2 separate regions of the Zea mays genome follow, and region 1 is linked to region 2. The links are chromatin contacts, called in public HiChIP or PLAC-seq maps. All regions are on one chromosome and are shown on one strand. Each heading gives the region's core, a stretch centred on a gene start, on an enhancer-like site or on the middle of the called end of the contact. The rest is flanking DNA. Distances are from core to core; before and after follow the strand shown. Region 1 holds the start of LOC541942. Region 2 has its middle 36 kb from the start of LOC103640631.

The links. HiChIP or PLAC-seq counts read pairs in DNA pulled down with a chosen protein or histone mark.
Region 1: an H3K4me3 HiChIP or PLAC-seq map of leaf shows a contact between it and region 2, with 3 times the contacts expected there. The contact joins the promoter of LOC541942 here to the enhancer-like site in region 2. A contact is called at or near these places in 9 of 25 Hi-C or Micro-C datasets (bundle sheath, ear, endosperm and 2 more) and 2 of 3 datasets of contacts at active chromatin or transcription factors (leaf and seedling).

What each region holds. Positions count from the first base shown.
Region 1 is chr1:180,903,072-180,908,772 of Zm-B73-REFERENCE-NAM-5.0, reverse strand. It overlaps LOC541942, which reads right to left and starts at 1,981. Exons shown (of 13, transcript NM_001319775.1): 1 at 1,946-1,981; 2 at 217-570; 3 at 39-126. The coding sequence starts at 566.
Region 2 is chr1:180,860,495-180,866,057 of Zm-B73-REFERENCE-NAM-5.0, reverse strand. No RefSeq gene overlaps it. Among protein-coding and RNA genes, the nearest start is that of LOC103640631, 36 kb to the right of the region's middle. Within about 2 kb of position 3,402, at least 19 of the 20 cell types and tissues checked have an H3K27ac peak or open chromatin away from gene starts, as enhancers often do. A contact at or near this core is called in bundle sheath, ear, endosperm and 3 more, where this site is marked.

The DNA.
Region 1 (5,701 bases), core at 732-3,231, 44 kb before region 2:
TAAACTGAGACAACAGAAATATAATGAGTGTATCATACCGCCTTAGCCTCCTTATATTCGTTAACAGCCTTGTGAGAAGCATAGGAGAACTTGGTGTTTGGGCCCAATTCAGGGACAATAAAGTGGCTGTAAAAGTAGAACAAAGTTTGTCAGCAAAAAATATTAAATACAAAAGCTCAAACTAAAATTACCATTGGTAGCAGGCAAAGGACTCACTAGTTGGTGTCAAACCACTTGGTCATCTCCATAGCAGGAACAGTGGCGTTGCCCCTGGCCATGGAGAAGTAGGTGTCAAATCCAATCTCTCCTCCAGTCCATGAGTAACGTTCGGGGACAGCGCCGAGCATGGCAGTGGTGTCAAGGACCTGGTCATAGTACGAGAAAGTGTTGCTGGGGATGTACTTGATCCCAGCATCAGCCATCTGCTTCCAGATACTGGCCCTGAGGTCGGTAGCAACCTTCTCCAGATCCTCAGCGGTGCTCTTCCCATCCCAGAAAGACTCAAGTGCAAACTTGAGCTCCCTCTTGGGGCCCATGCGAGGGTATCCAACAATGTGGGACGCCATCTTTCTGTGCCATAAATAGAATTACAGTCAGAAATACCATGTCAACTATTGTAACAAGGAATACAGATGTTTATTGATGAGAACGATATGATTAAGGTCATGCTGAAAGAAGGGAGTATTGAAAACGGGATCTTGCAACAGAGATCAGGAATCTGTGTCACGACCACATAATAATATATAAAAAAATGTCTCGTTAACAATACCAAATTAAGAGTCACTTTATACGGTAAACGTTTTGATTACGTTTTGCCAATCAAAATAATAACTATGAACTCCATGTTCATACTCGTATATTGCTGATAATCCGACAAAGACAGCATTGTGCGCACTATACCACTATACTATGATAAATTTAGTAGTATATCTAACAAAGCTCCTGACCCTTATGCATCGGATTCTACATCTAGTAAAAGTTAAAGCTTCAATCAAGGAATAAAATAGGTTCATCCTAGTAGGTAGGTCAGTTAGGTAAGGGGCACACCAACAGAAAGTGGGGCCCAGTCCCGAGGGGTGGGTGCTGGCCAACTAGATACACTTTACCTAACCAATAATAATTGGTTACCAGTGGGTGGATCCAGGACATCAGCACGGCGCATGCCACTCCACACTGCACTCACACGCAGTGGCTGACGGCATATTCCGGCCTCCGAATCAGAAAGATCTGGCAAGTCCAACCATGCGGAAGCGCAGCCAGCCAGTCAAACGACAGACGCTTGATGCGCTGGGTGCCAGCACAAGCTACCACTTCGTATAGACTATTAATAATAACAAAAAAAATGTGTTGGATCTCGACAGAGCCGCGCGCACGGAGCAGCTGAAATAATAATGATCCGCAAAGCGAAGCCAGTACTAGTCGTCGTCACAGAAGTCAACATGGTCTAAACTAAAATCAAACACACCTCAGATCCAAAACTAAACTGAACTAAACCCCCCTCAGATCCAAACTAAACTAAACCCCGGCAGAACCTCACCAGCGGCCGATTGGAACATAACTATCAGATCTCAACGCGTGGTCGCGTGCCAAGCGAGAGCGAAGCAGTTTGTCCACTCCCAACAGATCCATCGGACCGAGATCCATCGGACCGAGCAGAGCTCAGATCCAGAGCTCTGCTCGGGGGCCAAAACCAGCCCACCCGCATCACCAGATCGACGATGCTCTAGTCCAATAATCGAACCCGGACCTAGCCAGGCCAACCGGATAAGGAGAAAAATGGGCGGGCCAGTCAGACGCTGATCCCGGCAGCGTCGCCAGGCCGATCGGGCGGGGGCCGGGGGGCGGACGGAAGCAGAGCATCGGCCACGCACGTACACACGGATCCCCACAACACCAAGCGCGAAACGATATGAACGAGAGGGGGGCGCCGCGCGCGGTTGCTTACCCGGACGACGGGAGCGGAGGAGACGGCGCAGCGGCGATGATAGGTGAGGAGGAGGAGAGGAGCACGGGAAATGGAAGGGGTTTGGGAGGGCTTATTTATAATCCACTCTCTGGGTTCGTGTGGTTTTGGGGGTGGGGTGGGGTGTGGTGAGGTGGTTGGTGAGATCTGATGGGTGGAGTGGGGTGGGACCCATCTGCTGGCACACTGTTTTTTTATGAAAAGTGTTTTTTTTTTCTCTCGTCGGGGTTGAGTAATTATTTGTGGGGGAAGTTTTACTCTTCAACGCTCGGCTTTAACCGTATTCTCTTTTTCTGCACTGTCCTGAATCATAATTTCTCGTTCGAAAAAAATAGAAGGTAGAAAAATGCATGAATTGGATAGGGATGTATATATATAATAGAATAAAAAACGAAAAATATAGAGAAAGATGCTTAGATGAACCGTGGGGAATATAAGAAACGATGATAGTTTCCTATGCTTAGATGCTCGGCTTTGAGTGGAAGTTTTTACTATAAAATCAAACACAAATAATAGTTTCCTATATTTTTCTTGCTATCAATTTCTTGCATACCAAAGAATGTTGTAGTAATTTGGTATATAGGGATCCTATTTTTTTCTTTGCTTTTCCTACATTCAAAGGGGGCAATCCCACAACGATCATGTGTGTTTTTTTATCTCTCTTATTCGTGCATAATTTCAGTTTTATTCATGTGTATTTCTTGTTCTTGTGTTTTTCAGTCTTGTGTTTCACGTGGATTCTGGCTTACAAACATAGCACTTCTAAAACATTACATGGTTGGGGTCTAGCTTACAAACAGAGCACATCTAAAACATTAAATGGTTGGGCCCTAGCTTACAAACATGGCACATCTAAAATATTACATGGTTAGTATAATCTAAAGTTTGTTTGGATCCAAGGGACTAAAAATACATGCATGATTTTCTTTATAATAATGGAATTCGTATCAAGAAGGCATGTAGGTTAAGGAAATGGCTATCAAGAATGAATTAACCCTTTATTCTTTTTTTTAAGTATACACCTCCCGCGGAAAGAAGAGTATGACAAAAGATATGGAACACGATACAAAAAGGATCTTTATTTATTCTTTCCTTCCTTTATCCCTATCCATACAGAATTTCTCATGAACTAATGCCAAATTCTTTCCATTTATTAATTGCTATAATGAGTGATTTATTCCAATATTAAGTTATTTCGTATTATAGGTCTTGGTGAAATAATGTCAGGTGAATTAGTCGAATTTTGCAAAACCCAAACACCTCGGATAGAGGTAGGAATTTGTCGAACGAACCACACTCCTTCATAGACATCAGGAGTCTCGCCGTTTAAAAGGGAACCATAAAAACGATGGAACCCACTGTTTTTTAGTATCGTTAGAATTTGTTATTTCTATGCGAAATAACAAAATAGAATAAAAAATCGTGGTTGGGAAGGTTTTCGAACACTTTCAATAAAACTCTCTCGTAGAAGTATTTTAACAATGTTTTCAGTAATATTTGTGGATACTATTCGAACAATTCCTTTTTTATTCATGTCTGTGTTTCTTATAGAGGTTAGTAAATCAAGGAAATGATACAATTGGCCAAAATAGATAATGAGGATCATCTCCATATCATTTTGCATTTCTCAACAAATATAATCTGTTTGGCTATTCTAAATGGTTCTTTTTTCTGGGTTCTCTTTTTTTCCTTTTTATTTGTTTCGAAAAAGATATCGTTCGATTCTCCTTCTATTGATACTTTTCCGATTGAGATGTATGGATCCATGTAGCCAAGCTGTTTAAGCCAAACAACCACACCTAACCTTGAGCCTTCAAAACTCAATGCTTGACATTGCTGCTAGGGTAAGTTTGCTTATCAACAACAAAAACAGATCCATACACTGAAGTAGGGGTAGATATGTCATTTGTCAAGCTATTAGCTATTGTTAGCTAGGTTGGGATGGTTAGTAAGAGCAATTCTAGTAGTTTTCTAAATGACTCTCTACAACAATAATTTAGATAGTTAGCATAAAAATACTCTCCAAAAGCTATCTAAATTAACTTCATAAATTTAGTCACTTCTTATCTAACCTTATTTCCTCCCCACATTTAACAACCACTAGTCGGTTACCCGTGCGTTGTGACGGCTCACAACAATACCCACGTAAATTATCCACCAAAAAGATCTCAAGATTTTTTATTGATTGTCTCCGCTCTTTGCATAATATTTTTTATGAACGCACGGGTACCATAGGCAGCAAATCAGAGACCCCCATCCCTCGTCTCCCCCATTTCCAAGGTTTTGTAGAGCAGAAGGGGGAGGGAAAAGGTGGACATACTTATTCGTTGCCGGAGAAGGACACGACGAAGACCTGGACATCTGGAGGCGACATAGGTAGTATACCGCTAGATATATAGGGAGAGAGCACGCAAGTGGAGAAAGAAGCCCAGCTGGAGCAGCTCCAAACTGAGAGGCACCCACACCAAGCGTCAATCCGAGAAGGGCGAGAGAATGCAAGTGTCTTCCTAGCCCTGGATCCGCCGAAGCAACACAACACTACCACCAGCTACGTAGCATACGTCGACTGCTGCCACGCTACGGGCCTTGGTTGACCAATATCTCAGACCTGGACTCCTCATCGCCAAGATAACCTAAGTTGGCAGGTGCCACCATGTCCTCCTCAACGGCACGCACGGAGAAAGGCCAGGAGCATGACCAACTCACGTTGTACTCGCGTCGACGAGCGTCGGACGGCTCACGGCTGCGACCGTGGGCGGGGACAGTAGGTTGGGGAGGAAGAATAGGGCGAGGGCCGGGAAGACAAACGGGACGTCCAACGACGGCGAAAACGATGGTGCACACATGATGTGAATTGTTCTCATGGACGTGCAATAGCCACTGTGCGAGTCGGTGTCGGGGTTGGTGTCAGACGAATATAGGGATGAGGCGCATGCTCCTACGCCCTCTGCCGAGAATGGGTGGCGCGAAGGTGGAGGCATGAGGGGAGAGAGAAAAGAAGTAGAATGGCGAACAAGGTTGTAACATCCCAAAAATCCCAACCCAAGGTTTGAAACCCTAACCTCCTAACCCCCCCCCTTTAATTTATTTTCTCCCTTAACTCTACCCCTAGATCACCTCATCATATGCATACACTTGAAATGATAGGAGCACCTCACTTAGACTATATTTATCACTCAAGATCATTTAGAAAAATTTTGGTTCAAAGGAAAAAGAAATGAGAAGAAACAAAAATAGAAAAGGAAAAGAAAAGAAATAGAAATCAGAAAAAGAAAAAGAGAAACTCCCCCCCCCCCCTCGGCTGGCCCGAATCCGGCCCAACCCGCGTCGCGCGCGCTCCCCTTCCCCTCTCCCCGGCCTAGGCGGCCCAGCTCCGCGCGCCCGCGCCTCCGCTGACAGCTCAGCCCCACCCGTCAGTGACTTGCCTCCCTCCCTCTCGCGCCGCTCCCTCTCCCTGGCAGCTCGGGCCCGCCTGTCAGCTCCGTCGTTCTCGCCCATGCCTCACCGGCGCGTTCGCCGCCGAGCGCTTCTCGCCCCGTCGCCTCGCCATTAAGGCTTGCACCGGCCTCAGCAACCACCCCGCCACTGTGCCCGAGCCGTCCCCTCACCCCTCGCCTGCCCGAGTCGTCCCAATCGCCGTTAGCTCCATTCTCGCCATCATGGTGAGCTCGTCGGCGCTCGCTGTCCCCTCCATCCCTCTCCCTCCCCCGGGTGCCTATAAAAGGACCCGCCCGAGCC
Region 2 (5,563 bases), core at 2,153-4,652:
GAAATGATCAACTGGGCAAACTGGTTAGTACACAAGGTTTGTGATGGTCGTCAAACACCAAAATCGAATATAGGAAATGTTGAGACTATTTCCCTTTCAGTTACTGTCTCAAGATAATTGTCAAAGACCAGTTAATATTGAGTGGTTCATATACACTCAATAGTAAAAAAACATTTGTCCACTTCGATGATAGAATACCCCCTAGCGAACTAATAGGCCCACTAGCAGTAGTTATGCTCTAAAACTAGTCAAATGATCTTGAATATAATGATATATGAGATGCTCGATCCCCCGAGGTTAGTTGGAATAATTGAAATACTTACAATTTTGTCTTGCTTGAGAACTATCCATCACTATAACTGATGGGGTAATGGATCCAAGTATATGTTGCTTATGTTGATTCTAAGTTGACCATCATGTAATTAGTGGTCAAGTTATTAACGAGCCCCTCAATTATACACATGGTAAAAAAATGCATGCTGGCTATTTATGCAACTATAAAAGTTCCATCCATTGAGATCATAAAGGTAGCCTCCATGAGAAGACACCTCTTGAGTATATTTATAAATAGACGATGGGGTAAATGATTTTCACCCTTTTTATATATGCTTTCTAGCCTTTGCACTCCTCGATCTCTTGTTCCCATATCTTTTGTGCCATAAACACATAAGCCCTAACTTGTGATCGCCCTGTTGAATGTGAGTGAAGATTCCTGCATACATCAGCACAACGATGAAGACGGTCGAGCAACAAAGTCAAAGCTAACAAAGACGGGGGTCGGGTTAGCGTCGCCTAACCTTTTCATTGCCTAAGAGCCACCAAGGATGAAGGGACTAGATATGCTTGCCCAAGCATCTAACATAATACTCCGTGACAAGGCCAATGGCGAGTGGAAAGAGCATAGGGACCATCTTTTCCCTTCTCCAATGATATGTGAAATAGTAGTTTAGACTTCTTCCTCTTATCAAGGTTTCAGGCTACCTGCCTCTAATGTCTTGCGAGGGTTGTTACTCTATCACCCTCAACCATTCCAATCCTAGTTCCATTGGCGATCTATATATCTCTGCATCTACGAGTCCTTCCTTGGAATTGCTTCAAGTGTCGCTCTCTTCTGCCTCTAACCCCAACCTAGTGCCAAGGCCCCTATATATCATAGTTAGTGGGGCTGCCTTCTAGCTTTGTGTTGAGGTGAAAGACGAGTACTTTACCTATAGCCTCCTAAACACAAACAAGGAATAGAAGATCTGTGTTGGGGCGAAGGCGAAGACGCTACCCTTCGTGCGAAGCCTTCGTCGCGTCGCCACATCAACAGACGCGTGACGGCTGGCGCGGTCGCCCTTCGTCCTCTCCATCGCAAGACGAAGGCTAGACCCCTGACGAAGTCCGCCGGTCCCACGTCCCTCATCTCGCCCGGAGGCCCACGTGGAATTTGGCCCACTGTAACGGGCCCCGCGTGGGCAGGCAAGTTACGGGCCTCATCTGTAATAGCTTTTCTGTAATGACGGTCTGTAACCCTCCTTTATGAGAATATTCTGGGGATAATCCGGGTACCCGAGGACATAACCGTCCTTGTCTTGGGACGTTCGACGCTCGGGTACCTATAAATACCCCCGTACAGTGCCCTTGAGAGGCCAGATTAACAGAGCTATTGTCTTTCATCATTAAACCTTACGTGCACTCTCACCACTCTCCTGTTGGATCCACTTGCCCAGGAGAGCAAGTTCCAACATTTGGTGCCCACCGTTCGTGCTACGAACAAACCACCCGTGATGGCACCCAAGAGAGCTAGTTCGAAGGCAGCCCCATCCATCGACGAAGCAGCGAAGGCAGCACTGCTAGCCGAGAAAAAGGGCAAGGCCCTCGCAGATAACACCCCAAGAAGCCTGCGAAGACGAAGCTCTCAGCAAGAGACAGCGCAACGAACAACCCACTCCCGAAGACACCCTACGCACGTGCAGCTCCGGAGGACAACCACAAGCACCACCTCCAGGCTTCGCTCCACCAGAGGGCGAGGATGCAACAGAAGATGACGAAGTCATCGACGTCTCAGCCGAAGAACAGCTACAGCTACGGGCCCTGCGCATCAAGAAATGAGCAATCAACACTAAGAATAGGTCGGTCTACTCTAGAAGACAAATGCGTTGGAGGAAGTAGGGCTGACCGCTGCTAGTATAGTTGCCACCTGCTAGCTTCCTTAAGCGATGTATCTGGCCCTTGCAGCAACAAAGAAAATTACGTCTTTGAGTACCTTGGAGACGACGATCCGGCGTGTTGAACCTAAGAGCTGTTAGGAAGTGATATGCTGGTTAGATGACATGATGGCACGACAATTCACCGAGTACAATGTAGATAACCCTCTCCGCTGAAAAAAATAGTTCGAGAAACACTTGAAATGTTGGTTCGTCTATACTTAAGAAAAAAAAATTGCAAGTAGAATTTACACGGTGATGTTCCTACATTCGATCGACCTGGGACGATCTGCTTCTGAGACCATGTGCCGCTTCTTTGACTAAGAACATGTTTGGATGCGCTAAAACTAATAGTTAGCTGGCTAAAAAAATTATGAGTGGAATTAGCTGGCTAACTAGCAGCTGTCTAAATACTAGCCAGTCCTAGTTGGGTTGAACCAGCCAATGGAATAATGGGTAGTTGAAGGTACAACTAAATAGTTAGCTACATTATTAGCCAGCAGGGGTGTTTGGATGTCTTTAGACAATAGCTGGTCGGGCTGTTTGGATGTCTGCAACTACTGTTAGATCTAATGCATTTAAAGAAGGCATACAGGTTAAGATCGATCGAGGTTAAGACCGATGGCAAAACCATGGCGTTTGATGTGCGGGCATGTGCAGGTGGTGGTTGAGAGAGGGGACCACTTGGACAGCGGACACCTAGCTACCTCTGAATCTGATTGGTGCTTCACCAAAACTGTCTGTTAAGATCTGCAGATCGCACTCTTTCTTCGTAATAGAAGAGAAGGGTTTTATTATGCACGCCACCAATTGTGCGCGAAGCAGGATTAAAGACGTACGCTTTCCAGAAAGCAGCCTGTCTCGCTCGATCTCTTTCGCCGCATGTTCATCTCGTGGTGATTATTGTGCATGCATGATCCACGATCGATGCAGCACAGCAGCGCGTGGCATGGCAGCTACCGGCAGATATTTCAGTGTGGTCGCTACTTGCTTGGACGTATCTGCATGCAGCGGCTCGGACAGCGTGTGTTTAAGCGCCGGCTTTCTTTCTTTCTTTCTTTCTTTCCAATTTTCTCCATGCATTTGCCAAATCGAAATGATGAGGGCCGCCTCGTGAGAACCGGTAGCGGTTCATGCAGTGAGTAAAACACATGTGGAGACGGAGACGGAGACGTCTGGAGGGTATCGGCGGAGTAGGTAGGTGACACAGCAGCAACAACAAACAAAAAAGGTGGGGCGTGGTTGGGGGTTGGTGAGATAGTGCCGCGCGCGCTACTTGCACCGTTCATTTTTCTTTTATTCATTTTTTTCAGAGTACAAAAGAAAGAATCAGTTAGTAATATGTTCCTCAATACGTAGTACTCTTCAGTCAACCTTGGTGCACCTACTGGACATTATATGCTTCTATAGCTACCAACGTGCATAAACTGGATCATATAACTCATGGATCGAGGTTGGATAAATATAATGCACAAGTCAAAGGCAGTGCATATTTATTTCACCGGCTACTATAGGCGCAGCTGTTCATACTGCTGCTACTGTAATTTATAAAGACAAAATATTATAGAATCTGTAGCTATAGTTAGATTAAAACCGTAGCAATCGCAGGCATCGACCACTAGGATGTAGTGCGGTCGTTTATCAAAACAATGTTCTCATTTTTTTAACGCGGGCTTGGGCCACACGGATGATGGGAGGTAGACTGACAGTGGCGGACCGGATGGGGGAGGGCCAATGGCAGAGCCTCACGTGGCCTTGTCTCTACGTGAACACGGGATGGCAGTCACACGGACGGACACGACGCGCCAATGCGGTGAAAGTGGCGGCAATCCCATGCATGGCCGCGATTGGATCTTGGAACTAGCAGCCCCGCTGTGGGCCCCAAACAGTAGCAACTTCACGTTCAGGCTATCCGCAACCGTTACCTCTAAATTTTTCCCCCTATATCATTTTCCCCCCTATTTTTCCTCCTATTTTTTCATCTCCCGCAGCGGTTCCCCCTAAATACTCCCTCTATACCCCACTACCACTATAAAATATCATTTTCTATACCAACTATCAATTTTTTATCTACTAACAATTACTCGTGGACCCACAGCACAGTGTTTAGGATGATGAACAGTGACACGCTAGATCTGGGGAGAGAGAAGAGAACCGACACGTAGGGGGCGCTGTAGGGGCACCGCTGTGGCCATAGGGTGCCCCCTACAGCCGACATGCAAAGGGAGGGAGAGCGGTAGCGTCGACCGCTGCAGTCAGTCTCAGCAATCACTCTCGGAACGAAAAAAAACCAACCTGGCTACTCCGTTGAGAGTTGGAAGTAAAAATAATCTGCTCCCCACCGCTACCCACTTGCTCTCTATCTCTAACCCTTCGTTAATTAATTTACATACCGTTTGCCAAACATTTTCCATTAGATAGACTCGTCTATGCCGGAGAATTACTCAAAAATCACTCTACTACAAAAACTAGCTATCGAAAGCTATAGAATCATAAAATGGAGCTATACCAAACATGTCCAGTCCGTTCCATCGTGCTTCTCACGTACAACCTGATTTTGGTTCCCTCTCGCCTTTTTATGTCGTTTTTTCTTTACCTGACGGTTTAGGTGTTGCCTTTAGTCTACGAGGCTGTTTGTTACACTATACGGTGGTAAGTTTTAGCAAGTTACTACACGGTGGTAAGTTTTAGCCCGTATCACATCGCATGTTACTATGCCAGTTAGAAACATTAAACACTTTAATTACAACACCAACTGTAAAGGTAAAAACTAAACAACAAGGCAAACATATTAAGTCTAATTAGTCAATGATGTGGTGCTATAGTAAAAGTTTGCTAATCATGGATTAATTAAGTTTGTGCTCCGTTTGGATGTCGATATTGAAGAGGGTGGAATTGAATTTGAATTGGGTTGAATACCAAATTAGGCATGGTATTGAAATGAATGTAATTCCAATTCTATTGTTTGGATGTCACTGAATTGGCGTTTAGAATTGTGCAGTCTAATTCCACGCAATACCGAGGGGTGATGTTTTGTATTGGGAGAGAGGGCTTCTAGTAATAGTCCAATTCCAGAGAATTGGGCCTCAGATTCCAAATCTTAATTCCACGTGCAACCAAACAACAAGATTTAAGAAAGCTGGTTCCAATTCCCAATTTTGTGCTCCAATATCTACATCCAAACGAGGTATTAACAAATTGTCTCATCGTTTAGTCTTTAGTTATGTAATTAATTTTATGATTAGACTATATTTAATACTCGTAATAGACATTCAAACATCCCATGCGATACATGCTAAACTTTAGTCTGGTGTCAAGTGAGCTATGGAGGCGATAAATCAAACTAAAAATATTTACTTATGTTTTATTTATTG